Linked DNA regions of Dromaius novaehollandiae: region 1 is linked to region 2. Evidence: chromatin contacts called from public Hi-C data. All regions are on one chromosome and are shown on one strand. Each heading gives the region's core, a stretch centred on a gene start, on an enhancer-like site or on the middle of the called end of the contact. The rest is flanking DNA. Distances are from core to core; before and after follow the strand shown.

Region 1 (4,030 bases), core at 390-2,889, 140 kb after region 2:
AAAGCTGAGGAGTATAACATGAATTTCGCTGGGGAGCAGAGCATCTCTAACTTGGGTGTTTTCAGTGCCATGCCTAGTATCCTGTGAATCCAGCCTGAGGCGTATAATAAAATTATCCTCTCTGCTACCTCTGGCATGCCCCCATGACACCATGGCAGGGCCTTGTCAATACCATCACTGCCATATGTGGAAACATGCATTAAGACAGCCAACTAATGGATATTTCAGGTACTATTAATCACATTACAACTAATTTACATTGTTCTGACTTAGTGTTTAGTCTTTTAGATTTTAGTGAAAGACTTACCTCTTAATTAATTTCCATATCTTCTCCTTTAACACACCTGATGTTAAACATATTAGTGCCCTACAGAGCATTATTAATAAATATTCAATATTTGTGTTATGGGTTCTGAAACTCTATTTATGTGACTATTGTATCACTGTTTCATACTCGCAAAGAAAACCCAGTGCTTTGCTAGAATTTTTTTTTTTTTTTGTATTAAGGAATTTGTTTTGTCTGTAACATACAAATGTTCTTCTTCTCCCAGCTACAATTGAGAATGCAGCTGTGACCATGTTTTCTTCCAGTGACGGTTATTGATGCCTTTGCCTTAATGTATGGAAACTGCAGCTTTCAGTCCCCCTGTTTAGCTTTGCTCTGGGGCCAGGTTCTCTGCAGGGGTGCCATGGCAGCACTCAGTGTGTGGGAGCTGGTGGCCGAGAGCTACCTGAGAACATGGCCTGGGAGCTGCCCCAGGCCAACCTGCCCCATGGTCCGATGCAGCTGGTGACAGGTAGGAGTGGGGCAAGGTCCATTTTTGGAAGGCCAAGACAAAAAGTTGGTGCTGTGAAACGAACAGCCCAGCCTGACGTCTCTCCACCAAGTGAAGCGGTTAGAGGCTTCAAAAACTTGAAAGCACTGGAGAACACATAATCATTTCATGTAGATATAAGCACTACCAAATGATCAGATGTAAAGTAATTCCACATCTAATAAATTGGGTTTGGCCTGCCACCAGTTTCCAAGCAGTCTCTCCGAAGAACCAAGGGAGAGTGCGCCTTAAAACTATCATCCAGCCCCTGTCTAAGACCAGTTTGAAGAAATTATAGACTAAGCCCCATCCCAAACAGCTTTAGGAGGGAGCAGTAGGATTTTTCCTTTCCCACAGTTTTGTCTGCCACAACATTCCATGTAAAGAGGAAATTTGTAATTTTATAAATGTATTTTTATAGTGCTTTTTTTTCTATATGTGCACATAAAATAGCCTTCCAGTGTACCAGGCCTCTCCCTGTGTGCTGCCATAATGGTTATGGTCAAAATTACAGTTTCTCTTACAAGTGTGCCACAGCTGCAGCTCCAAGTGGAGCTACAATCAAGCAGATGTGTTTCTTTTTAGCTGTACTAATAAAAATTTACAATCATTTTGCAAGTAACTCCTATGTTGATAATGTGTTTTTTATTATTTTTAGAGTTGATGACAATGTGGAGGTGTGAAGAGATTAAGGACAAAGTTATAACTTAAGCAGTCATGCTTAAAAATAGCCTTAAAATGGTATCTGCATATCCTTCTCTAGCTGTTTAAAATACCACGATTGCCCTGTAAGCACTACACCTTTTATGGAGGTTCTGGCACTACAACCACTGTGTAACTTTTAGTTTATTCCACATGTATGCTTCCAGCTGAGAATGTTACCGCTGCCAGCAATTATTCTGGATTGAATTATTTCTGGTATAAATCTGAAAAACAAAAGTGGAAATCAAACTCCTCTGAACATATTTGTTATATGACTTTCCTCAGGACTGCAACTAGTTTAAAATACTGTCTGCTGGTTACTGGTATGCAGCATTTCAACAACACATGCATACGCTGAAATCTGCACCAGCATGCAGAAACTGTTAAAATAGTTAAAATTTGCCTTTTAACTGCAGTCAACTGTCTGTTATTCAGGACCACGCGGGAGGGAGTAGAATAACTGGAATAAAACAGGAACACGTAATACAAAAACATACCGAAATTTAGTTCTGAAAACATCCCTAATACAGTCACCTTCAACCATCCTTTGTCAACTTGTGCTGTGAGCGAAGGTCGGCGTCACCGCCGCAGGCAGCGCCTGCTCTCTGGTACCTGCTCCACGGGCTCGTGCTGCGGCCAGCAGGCCCGAGAGCAAAACCGCAGCCTGGATTAGCCGTTCAGCTCAGTCAGGCCGCGCTCCAGGTACGGACCAGAGCTTGCTCAGCTGGAAAACACTCGTTACATAAAGGCTGTGGCTGACTGCCAGCTGCAAATGTTTAGGGCAGGTGCTGCTGTTAAAAAAGAAAGAAAGAAAAAAAGGTCGTCTTTTCTGTAATCAAATACTGCACATCAAAACATGACTTAAAGTGTTGTAAGTGTAGTTACATATTTTGGGGGGCGGAGGGGAAGGAGGGGAAATCTGATAGCTTTTTCTTTTTTTTCCTTTTCAACTGACAACCAAAATTTTAAATGTTCCACGTGGGATGTTCTTTTGTGACATCTGGAAGACACCTATGAGATGAGCTTGTTTTCAAAATGGAAAAGTCAGGTCATGTCATGCCTAAGTGCCGGGGGGGGGGGGGGGGGGGGGGCGGGGCTGCAGAACCAGCAGAGGCTTGTGACTTCTCTAACACTAAAAAAATAAACATTCAACTGTTGGGAAGCAAAGGGCGAGCTACTCACTCGTACTCTGGAACCACTTCAGGAAGGGCCAATTAACATTTTGAAGCTTTTGTTAAAGAAAGACTCACTACCCTCATTTCCACTTCAGTTAAAAAAATAGCAGCAGATCACAGGAGATAGCCACTGGCTTTTTTTTCCTTCTTCTTCTTCTTTCTGTTGTTTCTCCCCCAAAACCACGACAGATCAGGTTTTGCACAATGGATTTTTTTTTTTTTTTTTTAGCATGCAGACTGCTTGTCAAAGTCTTTTAAAAACATATAATACCTAGGCTATAATGAACGATTTTAAGCAATGCTCACTCTCAGTGAACCAAAACTCCCAAGGGAAAAAGAAAAAAAGAAAAAAAACAAAAAACAAAAAAACAGCAAGTGTGTGTAATTTTGTACTTCAACCGGTACAGAAGTACTTAAAATTAGTGAGACCATCAGTACAGATGCTGTTTTAGAAGTACCTAAATTTCAAGGCAACCCACAGGACTTAGCACATTTTAGACCTAGCTAAAATATTCCTTCATTTAATTTACAAATCAATCTTGAAAGCCTCAACAGCACTAAGCAATGAGTCAGGGCAGGGAGGCAGGCAGGCTTGGAAAGAACCAAGTAGCAGCACTTTAAGTATGCCCAGAGGCACAGGTAAGGTGGCTTCAGGGCATGAAGCTGGCCCAGGTCTAACAGGCGAGTGCCACTGATGTATCTTGCTGTAGTTCTTTTGAGGCCACGGCTTGTAGTCACAGAGGAGCTCAAAGATCTCTGAAAACTTACAGCTCATGTATGCTACATCTGCAGACTCCTGAGATTAAATGTTTTTTTCTGCCACACAATCAGCTGGCAAATGTGCTGATAGGCACTGTAGGTGCTGCTCCTGCAGCAAAGGTGACAAAAGGGACCCCGTGCATGACATCCAAGGAGCGCAGCTCACAGTCCCGTGTTGCAGCCCAGCTGCCTTTGGCACTGACAGGACAGGGAGGCAGCAGAGACCAGCAGGCCCTCACACGGCTGCAACCAGACTCCCAGAGCTCAGCCGCGAGCCCACCGGAAGCGCTCACTGTACCTCAGCGCCTTACTCTTTCCTCAGCAGCACCCAACCACACAACCACTCCAGCACCAGCGCACACTTCACATTTATTTTGGGTGCCAAAATCTAGGGCTTTGCTTCTCAAAACATCCAACTCAGCTGAAATGCAGCTGCCCAACCTCCCTGCTGCAATTAGCCCTCTCTGCAGTAAAGAGAGAGGGTGCAGAGGAAGAGCCAGGCTAGTGACTAGATCACCTCCCTTGTGCCAGGAGAGATGCCTGTGGTTCTCAGTAGGCAATGGCGTTGTTTTTCCCTAC
Region 2 (3,867 bases), core at 777-3,276:
AAAATACCGTAGTAAGTGATGGACTATGGTTTAACATCTTTTAATCACTGTTACAGCCTGAAATAATTGTTTCCTTCCATTAAAAGATTTGGAGGCATTATATAAATGCTTCCAAGTCTTGTCCCATGCTTTTTCTTTATCAGTGCCATAACCCCCCCCCCACCACCACCACTTTCAGAGGGAACTTTGGGTGAAAAGAATGCAGAATTGGATTATTTTGAGCAGAAGTGTTTATGTGCAGTGGCACTTCAGAAGAGCAGACTGCCCAATCCATGCCCTATGAAGTTTACATGCAAACTAGAAGTGACGTGACCTAAATCCAAAGGTATGGTAACACAGGCATCTGGAGAAGCTGGCAAAAAAAATAGGAAGTTTGTTTTACAGGTTAATATGTGCATTGTGTATGTATATAAACATGTATAATATATAAATGTGTGTCTATATATAAGGGGCAACATCTTGAATAAGAGACAGAGCAGTAACCAGTGATTGAAGCCCGGTTTGTGCCTAGAGGCTGTATTCATGTCTAGCTAATTTTTATTATGAGCCTATTTGGGGGCATTTTCTGCTTTAAGTTTTTAATGATAGTATTTCAGTAGCACTAACACATGCAACAAATAAAAAGCGGACACGTTTGTACTTGCAAAGCAGAAGCTCAGACCCCGGGCCTAGAAACGGGTAACAGTGATGGCGAGCTGTGGCTGCGGCAAGGGTCCTGCACGGTTTCTGCTCTGCTAGTGCCTTCTCCTATGCGTCACCTGTGCTCTCCTCTGGGCGCGTTGATCATTTTTGGATTGCGCTTGTGATCTCAGTTACGTAGGTGGGTCCTGGCTTCAGCTCACTGAAGTCTGGGTGTCTTCAGTGGCTCCGTAGACGTGGATCCATATACAGGGGGGGGCTTAATGCATCCACGTGCACGTTTTGGAAGCTGCTGTCCAGGAGGGAAGAAGAGAGGGCACTTGTCCATCTGGCAGTCGAGGAAGGAGCTCGTGAACCGTCCCCAGCGCCGGCGCCTGTCCCCCGCACCTCTCCGGTGCCGACGGCAGCGCCTGGCGCGACTTTCGACGGCGGGCGAGGGCATCGCCAGCCTGCTCCTTGGGGCACCAGTACTGATGTTCAGGGTCTCCTGCCAGCCTCCCCCGCCTGGCACCGCGGCGGGGAGCGTAGATGGCGCCGCCGCCGCCCTGCTGCGAGGCTCCCGTCGCGCCCCGGTGGCTGCGCGGCAGAGCCGGCGCCGCGGCCCAGGAGGCGGGGGGCGGCGGCTCTCGGCGCTTCGCCGGACCCAGCACGGCTTGGCCGCAAGCGAGCCGTTGCGCTAGGGCGAAAAGCGCTGCGATCCTGTAGGCAGGAAAATTCCCATCTCGGGCGTGAAACTAAGGCTGTTGCATGACCGAAATGCAAAATAAAGAGCAGCCGGAGGCCGGGCGGGCCCCCCGTCGCCCGGAGGAGCCCCGTGCCGGGGCAGGGCGGGCGCGCATGGCCGGGGGGCCTCGGCCGGGCTCGCTGCCCCTTTGAACTCCGCGCCGCGGCGGGCCGGGCGCCCCGTGGGGCTGCGCAGCAGCGGCGCCGCGGGGCGCTTCGGCCGCAAGCGCGTCCGCCCGGCCCGGGGGCGCTCGGGGGGCGGCAAGGTAAGGGGTGCGCGGGCGGGCGGTGAGCGCCGCCGGCTTCTACCTGCCCTCTCCCCCGGCTCGGGCTTGTCCTGCAACGCGGAGCCCTCCGCGGCGTGACAGCGCGCTAAAGCGTCACTCACCGCGGGGGCGCAGGCTGTGCCCCCCTGCCCGCCCTGGGGGGCGGCGGGGGTGCGACGCTAGCAAGCGGTCTGTCTCTCGGCTCATCCCCGAGGGATGGAGCCTTTGTGTGCGAAAGGGGTGGGGATGTGGCTGTCTTCTGGCGGAGGTTTATTATTATTGGGTGGAGGACGGGGGGGGGAGTCTGCCGAGCAGACAAAATGCGGACCCCCCCGCCCCGAGCCCGGCACTTGTGTCTGTGCGGGAGGCGGGCGGCCGCGGCTCGCCAGTGGGGAAGGGGGGGCGGCGAAAGTGGAGAGGCTCGAGCCGCGCGGCCGGAGCATGCTCTCCATGCAACAGTTCCCTGCGCTGCCCGCGGAGGAGGAGCGCTACCGGCAGGTCCTCTCCGCCGGCCGGGTAAGGCGAGAGCCCCGCGGTGCTGCTCCGCGCGGGGGGCCGCGGCTGCGCGGGGGGTGGGAGACTCCCGCGGCGGCGACCCCTGCGCGCAGCCTGCGCTGGCCCCCGCCCGCCCCCCACCGCGGCATCCCGGCGGCAGGTTGCTCGGGGCAGCGGGGAAGGCGCAAACTCCGCTCCCCGCGGCTGGCAGGGAGGCTGCGCCGGGAGCGGGCACGGCCGGGGGCAGGTGCCCGTCGGAGCCCAGCCCGCCACCGGCAGCGCGGCGGTGTCTGAGCCCCGCTGGCGCGGCCGAGTTCAGCGGCCGGGGTAGGTGAGTCGCGGTGAGCGATCAGTCCTCATCGGCGTTTTGCGGAGACCTCGGCGGCGCCTTCCCCGCGCTCCTGTCGCGAAGTCAGCGGGGGAGGCAAACGGGGCTGATGCGCCTGCGGATCCCTCGGGCTGCTGGAGCGGGCGGGGAGAAGCAGCGCCGGGTCCGGAGGCAACAGGTCCGCGCGGCGGCCGCCCCGGGCGGCGTTTGCGGGAGGAAAGTTCGGGTTGGACCCCCAGAAGGGCGCCCGCGGCCGCGCTGCCCCCCTCCCCCGGCGCCTCCCCGGTGCCCTGCGCGCCGGTACAAAAGCATTTTTAAAGTTTGTAAATACGGCAGTGCATTTTGGTAGTATCTGTTCTTTGCTTGATTCAAAATGCAGAGTCCTTGGAGGTATTTCATGGCGGGCAATTAATTAATTAACCTTTATTTTAAATTATCAGCAGTCTGGCTGAGGTGGTGAAACTCTGAAATGAAATCAAATATCTATCTACTACTGATGCATTCATGGGGTCTCTTGGGAAGGTTTAGCTTTCAGCGGTCAAACTATGGAAATAGATTTTTCTAAATGGCCACTTACACCCTTCCTGTGTTCTTACAAGATGAACCAGACAGCAGTATTAAATTGTAATTCTTTAGTTTTGTTTTTGTGCTATATTCAGGTCTCTGTGTTATAAGCCTCTTAGGTACCGTGATTCATGCAGCATAGACAATAATGTTGTATGAATGCATCACTGAGGTAGTACAAACAACCACAAAAAGGTAATACGAGGAACTATAGAACCTTATACATCTCCGTAGAAGTTGGTGGCATCTCCTGAATGTATTGGGCTTCTAAGTTTTGTAGGAATTTGCGAACTCCTCTGGGGGACAGGAATCCCAAACAATGTCCAAAACTTTGTATAGAAAAGAAATGTACCTTACTATTTTTCCTTCTTTAATCAGCCATTTATAAGGGTCACTCCAACAGCCAAGCTGCTCTTCCTGTGAGCCCGGCCCTTCGACCTTTATATGTAATGTTTATTCAGGTAAGCTTTTTTAGCGAAGCCAACAGAACTCATTTTCTGGAGCAGGCTCTTGGGGTGATAAGAAAGCCAAGCAGCACAGTTCACTTCTCCAGATTAGAGGAGTCCGCTTGTGCTCTGTTAGTATCTGATAGGACCATTAGGACAAAATGTTGTTTTCCCTTCATCTTTTGGAGCCTGGGACTATGAAGGACTGAAGAAAGCATTCGCTTCCTCTCCAAAAGTCTTTGCTGGCACTGCACTGTGTGCCTGTGTAGACAGAGTGTGTAGTGAATCAAAAGCGTAAGCTGGTTTGAAATGTGGCAGGATTGGAGGTGCTCTGTAAGTATAAAATGTGCAATGCACACAGGGCAATTCAGTATGTCTGTATTATTGTTTAGATGATAATTATATA

What was found. A called contact is a pair of places that touch in the nucleus more often than the background predicts.
Region 1: a Hi-C map of liver shows a contact between it and region 2, with 2.7 times the contacts expected there. The contact joins the enhancer-like site here to the promoter of CORIN in region 2. A contact is called at or near these places in 2 of 4 Hi-C or Micro-C datasets (brain and liver).

What each region holds. Positions count from the first base shown.
Region 1 is chr4:59,890,427-59,894,456 of bDroNov1.hap1, forward strand. It overlaps CORIN (corin, serine peptidase), which reads left to right. Exons shown (of 22, transcript XM_026093564.2): 22 at 1-1,437. It also overlaps a transcript of ATP10D not described here. Among named protein-coding and RNA genes, the nearest start is that of ATP10D, 57 kb to the right of the region's middle. Within about 2 kb of position 1,640, at least 2 of the 2 cell types and tissues checked have open chromatin away from gene starts, as enhancers often do.
Region 2 is chr4:59,747,014-59,750,880 of bDroNov1.hap1, forward strand. It overlaps CORIN (corin, serine peptidase), which reads left to right and starts at 2,027. Exons shown (of 22, transcript XM_026093564.2): 1 at 2,027-2,144. The coding sequence starts at 2,070.